2 separate regions of the Sus scrofa genome follow, and region 2 is linked to region 1. Evidence: chromatin contacts called from public HiChIP or PLAC-seq data. All regions are on one chromosome and are shown on one strand. Each heading gives the region's core, a stretch centred on a gene start, on an enhancer-like site or on the middle of the called end of the contact. The rest is flanking DNA. Distances are from core to core; before and after follow the strand shown. Region 1 holds the start of ZMAT5 (zinc finger matrin-type protein 5). Region 2 holds the start of OSM (oncostatin-M).

Region 1 (3,120 bases), core at 334-2,833:
TTTTAATGCCACACCTTTTATCTCAGGCTCCAGGCCTCTCTGAACTCCAGATCTAAATCCCTATTAGCCTCTGGACATCTCCATTTGATGTCTAAGGGGCTGCTCAAACTTAACGTAGACCAATAGAACTTAAGATCATCTGGCTGATTTTAAGTTGCTTAAGTCAAAACTTAGATGTCAGAGTTCACATTGTGCTGCATGGGGTTAAGAACCCAATATAGCATCGTGAGGATTATGGTTCGAGCCCTGGCCTAGCTTAGTGGGCTGAGGCATAGGTCACAGATGCAGCTCGGATTCAGATTCGGTGTTGCAGTGGCTATGGTATGGACCACAGCTGAAGCTCTGATTCAACACCTAATCCGGGAATTTCCATATGCTGCAAATATGGCCAAAAAAGAAAGAAAAACAAACAAAACTTAGATGTCATCTTCAATTCCTCTTTCCTTTATACTTTATATGCATCTGTCAGCTTGTTCTGTTTGTCCCACCTCCCAAATACATCCCAAACCCATCATTACTCTAACTCACACCCTAATCTAAATTACCACCCTGCCTCCACTGACCCCTCACAGTAGCTCCTCCTTTTCAGTCAGTTCTCCAGAGAGCAGCCAGAAATGATGACCGCTGCTACTGTTACGTAAATTAGGTTGCCTCACATCCCAGCTTAAAACCCTTCAGTGGCTTCCGCGTGCAATTTAGAAAAAAAAACGACCCTTCACCACGGGTTAGAAGACCAGATATGACCTGACCCGAGCCTATTTCATAGTCCACTCAAATTGTTTCCTTCAAACACCTCAGGACCGCAGCAGCCTCAAGGCCTTGCACGACGTTTTCCTGTTCGAATAGCTATATCCATTTGGGTTTAGGGTTAAGTGTCACCTTGGGGAACCTTAGCTAAAATATTACCACAACCACCCCCTCCCCAATCAACCTTTTTTCTGCTCTTCAAAGCGTTACCTGTCATTATCGCACCTCCCACACACTGTAAAATGGGTGCTCCCCAAAAGCTGGGACGTATTCCCCGCTGGGTCTCCAGCTCATGGCCCAGCGCTCAGAAAACAATTGCTGGACGTCCTTAGTGCTCCAAAGTCCTGCTATTTCCATTCCCAAGAGAGAATGAATGGATCTAGGTCTCCCGCCTTCCAGGCCAGGGGTGTCTGCAGCGAAACCCAGGGATGAGGGGAAACGGAAGCATGGGCAGAATGGCCTCTTCCCCAGAGGCCCGGCAAAGGCTGACTGTTGCCACAGGCTTCAACTATAGCCCTGGACTTGGGGCTGCCGGAGGAGATAGGAGGAGGGACAAGCTTGGGACTGGGATTTCAGGCCTTGCCCCTATATCCACTGCGACCCGCCGCGGGGCTCGCGGACTTAAACGTAAGAGCTCAAGTTCTTCCGTATTGGGAGGAAGACTAGAACTCGCCACTCGACGTCCCGCCAAAAAAAGTACCTGGCTCCGCGGCGCCCGACGGCTCTCAACTCCTCCTCCTGCGCCTTGGTTCAGCGAACTGCTTGCTGGGATTCGTAGTCCTTCCTGGAGTATCAGCCCGCCCTTCCCAGAAACCTTTGAGAATCAAAGCAAAGACAGCGTAGGAGGAGGTGAAGGAAGCGCGAGGGCTTCTGGGCGTTGTAGTTTTAAAAAAAATTCAATCAGCAAGAAATGATTGAGGAGAAAAACTGGGTAATACATTTTACCAAAACGACTTGGGCTGTCGTGGTATGAATTTTAGGAGATTTTAATAGCTCACAAGCCATCAGTTACTTCAATGGTGCAAAACGACGAGCACTCAAGTTCAAAAGAACTACAAATCCCATAAAGCGTTACACGTTGAGGACCTTTGTGGAAAGGTCGGTCGAAGCGCAGGCGCGGTGGTGCTAGTTCTGCAGCGGACAAACATGGCTGCCCCGACGTTGACTGCGAGGTTGTACTCCCTGTTGTTTCGCAGGACCTCTACCTTCGCCCTCACGATCGCCGTGGGCGCTCTATTCTTCGAGCGCGCCTTCGATCAAGGCGCGGACGCGATCTACGAACACATCAACCAGGGGGTGAGGGCCTGGGCCATCCCTGACCTTGGGTTCCTTCGAGGGGTGACAGTGGGAGTGGAGGTGGGACGGGACTCAGTCGACCTTTACAAGGAGGGGGTAAACCCTGGGCGTCTTGTGTCTGTAGACTGCCGTCTGTGCGTTACCCCCGGTGTGAATCCTAAAAAGTTAAACGAGGTCAATAGGTCCCACTATGCGGGGGTTCTAAGTATTGCTGCCTGCCACGCCACAAACCCGTTTCTCCATTTGCAGAAGCCTAAACTAAAACCAGGTGAGAGCAAAAGACTTGCTAGGGTCACACCACTAGGAAATCAGTGGCGAGTCAAGGTTGGACCCCGGCCCCTCTGTCTCATCTGGGGGTCACAAGGGCAAATTTGATTAGGCACCTGTCCTGAAAAGGACATCTCCTTAGACACTATGGGTGGCCATTTAGGTAGCATTTTTTGGTTCCAAAGTCTTTCCATGATGGCAGCGGTGGTATTAATAATGGTTAATAACTCTTAATCATTGAGTAGGGTGGGGTGGGTATGAAATCAGAGAATCTTGGGTGGGAATACTGGGCCTTATCACTTAACTGTGGCATTAGGTTGGGCAAGCTCTCACTTTTATCTATGAAATAGAGATGATAATAATAGTAACTGTCTCAGGGAGGTTTGTTTTTTGTTTTGTTTTTGTTTTTTTGTTTTTTGCTTTTTTAGGGCTGCACCCGAAGCTAGGGGTCCAATTGGAGCTGTAGCTGCTGGCCTACATCACAGTTCACTGCAATGCCAGATCCTTAACCCATTGAGGGAGGCCAGGGATTGAAGCTTCGTCCTCATGGATTCTAGTCAGATTCATTAACCACTGAGCCATGATGGAAACTCCTTTCGGGGACTTATTGTGAGCATTATTTGAGATTTAGGCAAAGTGCCACAGTACCTAGTAGGTGGTACCAACTCAAAAAATAGCATTTGTTATATTCCTCAGGAGGAAGTGGAAGCATAAGGTAGAGAAAAACAACACCTTTTAGACTCACTGTGTGCCAGGCACTGAGCTAAGTGCTCTGCATTCTTTATATCATTAAATCGTGGTTTCAGGAGC
Region 2 (3,120 bases), core at 164-2,663, 460 kb after region 1:
CCTGGGCCCACCTGTAACAGATCCCAGCCAGTCATGCAGTTAGACTCTGGCAGGCTTTGCGGCTCAGGAGCAGCCTGGCACTCTGATCTATGCCCGCAGAACCAGGAAAAGCTGCCTTTCCATCTGAAGCTTCCATCTGGAAAGGATGAGTGAGGCCTTCTAGTCCAGGCCCCCATTTTACTAAAAACAAAGGCACTGAAGGAGAAGGGCTTGCTCAGGTCACCCAAGGCCAGCGCATCCGCTGACCTCTCACACCTCTCTCCTCTCCCCCTAAGTGGCCACTTCTGTCAGGCCCACCAGGGATGCTGTGAGCCAGAATATTCTGGGGGGCGGGTAATTACGGCTCCCCCCACCTCCCCCGACCCACCCACTGAGCCCTGGCAGCCACGTGGTCGGAAGGGCCTGTGGCGCAATGGCCCGGAAGGCAGTGACACCACTTCCCTTCCTAAGAACTGTGGCCCCTTGGGGAAGATGCTGCTAGGAGACTGAGGGGCTAGGTCCCCAGGCACGGCGACCACAAGACACCCCTCGCCACCCTCCCCCCCAGGTATCTGCTGCTGGGCTCGGGCAGGGCGGCTGATGTGAGCAGAGTGCGCGTGGGAGCAGGGTGTCTGCATGGGTGTGTGTCTGGGTCTGTGTGAGGCTCGAGGGAACAGCTGGGCCGTTTTGTCCCATCCACCACAGGGGCCCCGGGGCTGCATGCGGGGGTTCCCAGATTGGTGAGATTGAGGGCTCCGGAAGACATCACGTGGCTCTGTGTGTCTGTCACCCTGTGGGTGTGGCTATATGTGCTGTGTGATTGTGTGGGCTCCAGGGCCCCCGGGGCCTGGCCGATAGTGACCATCCATCCCAGAGCCTGTGAATTGGGGCCAGAAGGAAGCCCCGCAGCCCTTCCAGACAATACACCACAGTCCTGCTCAGCTTCTGCAGCTTCCTCCACTGCCCCAGCACTTCTCCCACCTCCCTCCTGCTTCCCTAGCTTCTCCCGCTGTGATCCCCTTCCCTCATAACCCTTGCTCCCAGAGTCGACTCTATATCACCTACCCCTGGAAGTCCTCCAGGGATACCCTTCTCCACCCTGTGAAGATGCTGTGTTCTCAGTGGACCCCTCTCTTTGCCTGATCCTCTGGCTCTTTCCCTTTCTTAGCATCTTTCTGCCCCGTGTCCAGCCTCCCCAGTTCCCAGAGGACAGCAGCTGGCCCTGCTCCCCACTGGCGCCCATGAGCACAGCAAGCAGGTCCCGGCGGGAAGGAAGGAAGTACTCACTGAGCAGTGTCCTCCGAATACACTGTGCCCGCATGCTGGGTGACCGAGCTCCGGCCTGTGCCTGCTGGGGGTGACACCTCCCGGCTGGGAGCCCTGCGGGCTGGCAGCCACTTTATGCCCGCCGGGGTGATTGGCCAACACCTCGTGAGGTGGGTGGGGAGGGGGAGGGGGGAGGGCAGGCCTTCTGGGAACATGACCCCAAAAACCAAAGTTTCCACAGGCGGCCAATGGGCGCTGGGCGCGGTGGCATGCCTGCTCCTCCTCCTGTTTTCTTCGAATTCGTTCTTCGAGGTCAGCCCCACGCCCAAGGATGATGCAAACCGCAGCCTCAGCCTTTTATGGGGTGAGCAGGGAGCAAGGGGGTCCATGCCCACTGTAGGAGGCTGTGCCCGGGATGGAGGGGAGAGTCCACCAGCAGGCCCCTGGAGGGCCTGATGCAAAGTCCCGGCTCGGGAGCCTTCAGCCTCACAGGCCACTGTGGTTTGGGGCTGAGGGGAGCGAGACATCTTCCTTCTTGAGTGCCCTTCCCGCCCTCCCGCCAGGGCTGTTGGGACATCTGTGAGCGGAAACCACCGGGCTCTGGGCAAAGAGCCAGACCCAGGCTGGCAGCCCCGAGATTGTGGTTATGGCCCCAGGACCTGCATCCCCCAGCAGGACTCCCAGCCACCTCCTCTCCCCCAACAGGCACCCTGCACACAACCAGCCATCCCCAGACCATCGCCCACAACAGGCCCCTTCTCCACAGACAGGACCCTCTGGGGAGAACCAGGCACTTGGAGCAAGAGAAACAGGAGATCAGGTTCAAGCCCACTGACATGCTGTGAGATCCAAGGCAAGTCGCTTAACTTCTCTGGGCCTTCGAGACCCCCACCATCCCCGCCACCTGTAAAATGAGGATTTGAAAAGCATTTCCTGGCCACCTCACAGGGCTGCTGCCATCATGGACATAAAAGGCAAGAGCCCTTTGAAGGCAAAAGGAAAGATGAAAGTCTGATTCCAAGTACGAGCTGTCGGGAGGCGGGGTGGGGGGCGGAGGAGATGGGGAAGCTGTGAGCTCAGAGGGGAAGCCAGAGAAGGGGAGTCGCCGCGGTGACGGTTGGGGACCAGGTTTCACTTTCTCTGAAAGATAGTGATCTTGGGTTGGTCCTCTGCTTCTTGCAGGCGTCAGAATGAAGGGGCCCTGGAGACAGCGCCTCCAGAGGCAGCCTGCTGCTTCACTGGAGGATACACTGAGGCCAGAGAGGGCAGATGACGGGGCAGAGGGCTGGCACACCGTGCCTGCAGCTTCAGCACGTCCACCGGACCTAGACGAGGGTCTTAGCCTGTGCCCAAGGAGTTCTGTGGGGAACAGGGTATCAAAGGCTGAGGAGCCAGGCTGGGGTCCCTGGGGGCGACCGGTGAGGCCTGCACTAGGAAAGCCAAAGTGGCTGGAAGAAGAGACAGGCACCCTCCCACCATCCCCACCCCAGCACCAGTCATCACCATGAAGGCTGTTCCCACCAGCTCTCCCCCTGCAGACACACCCACGCAGTCATTTATGCCATCAACAAACTTGTATTGGGCCCCTGCTCTTGGCTGGCCACTCCCATCTGCTGAGGATCTAGCAGGGGACAAAACCAGAGGAACCCCCATGCCCAGGAGGCTTCCTGCACACACACCCCAACTCCCTGCATGCAGCATGGTATTCATCACACCGCAGCTGCCGCCGCCGCCGCCACTCCCGCCCCCCTCAAGGGCCAGTTCTGGATTCTCCTCCTGAGAACTTCGCTTCTACTAGATTCCTCATCTCAGGTCCCACCCACACAGGCGGCTCCCTGGGATCCTTCTTCATTTTACACCCCTGATCTCATTTTG

What was found. HiChIP or PLAC-seq counts read pairs in DNA pulled down with a chosen protein or histone mark.
Region 2: a contact with region 1 is called in an H3K27ac HiChIP or PLAC-seq map of alveolar macrophages. The contact joins the promoter of OSM here to the promoter of ZMAT5 in region 1. A contact is called at or near these places in 1 of 5 promoter capture datasets (fetal liver) and 1 of 2 datasets of contacts at active chromatin or transcription factors (alveolar macrophages).

Annotation. Positions count from the first base shown.
Region 1 is chr14:46,781,472-46,784,591 of Sscrofa11.1, forward strand. It overlaps ZMAT5 (zinc finger matrin-type protein 5), which reads right to left and starts at 1,584. Exons shown (of 6, transcript XM_001929010.5): 1 at 1,448-1,584. UQCR10 (ubiquinol-cytochrome c reductase complex 7.2 kDa protein) reads left to right here and starts at 1,869. Exons shown (of 2, transcript NM_001129978.2): 1 at 1,869-2,043. The coding sequence starts at 1,894.
Region 2 is chr14:47,245,423-47,248,542 of Sscrofa11.1, forward strand. It overlaps OSM (oncostatin-M), which reads right to left and starts at 1,414. Exons shown (of 3, transcript XM_001929161.4): 1 at 1,267-1,414. The coding sequence starts at 1,300. It overlaps LOC110256683 (a long non-coding RNA gene), which reads left to right and starts at 153. Exons shown (of 4, transcript XR_002338554.1): 1 at 153-547; 2 at 1,170-1,415; 3 at 1,487-1,609; 4 at 1,951-3,120.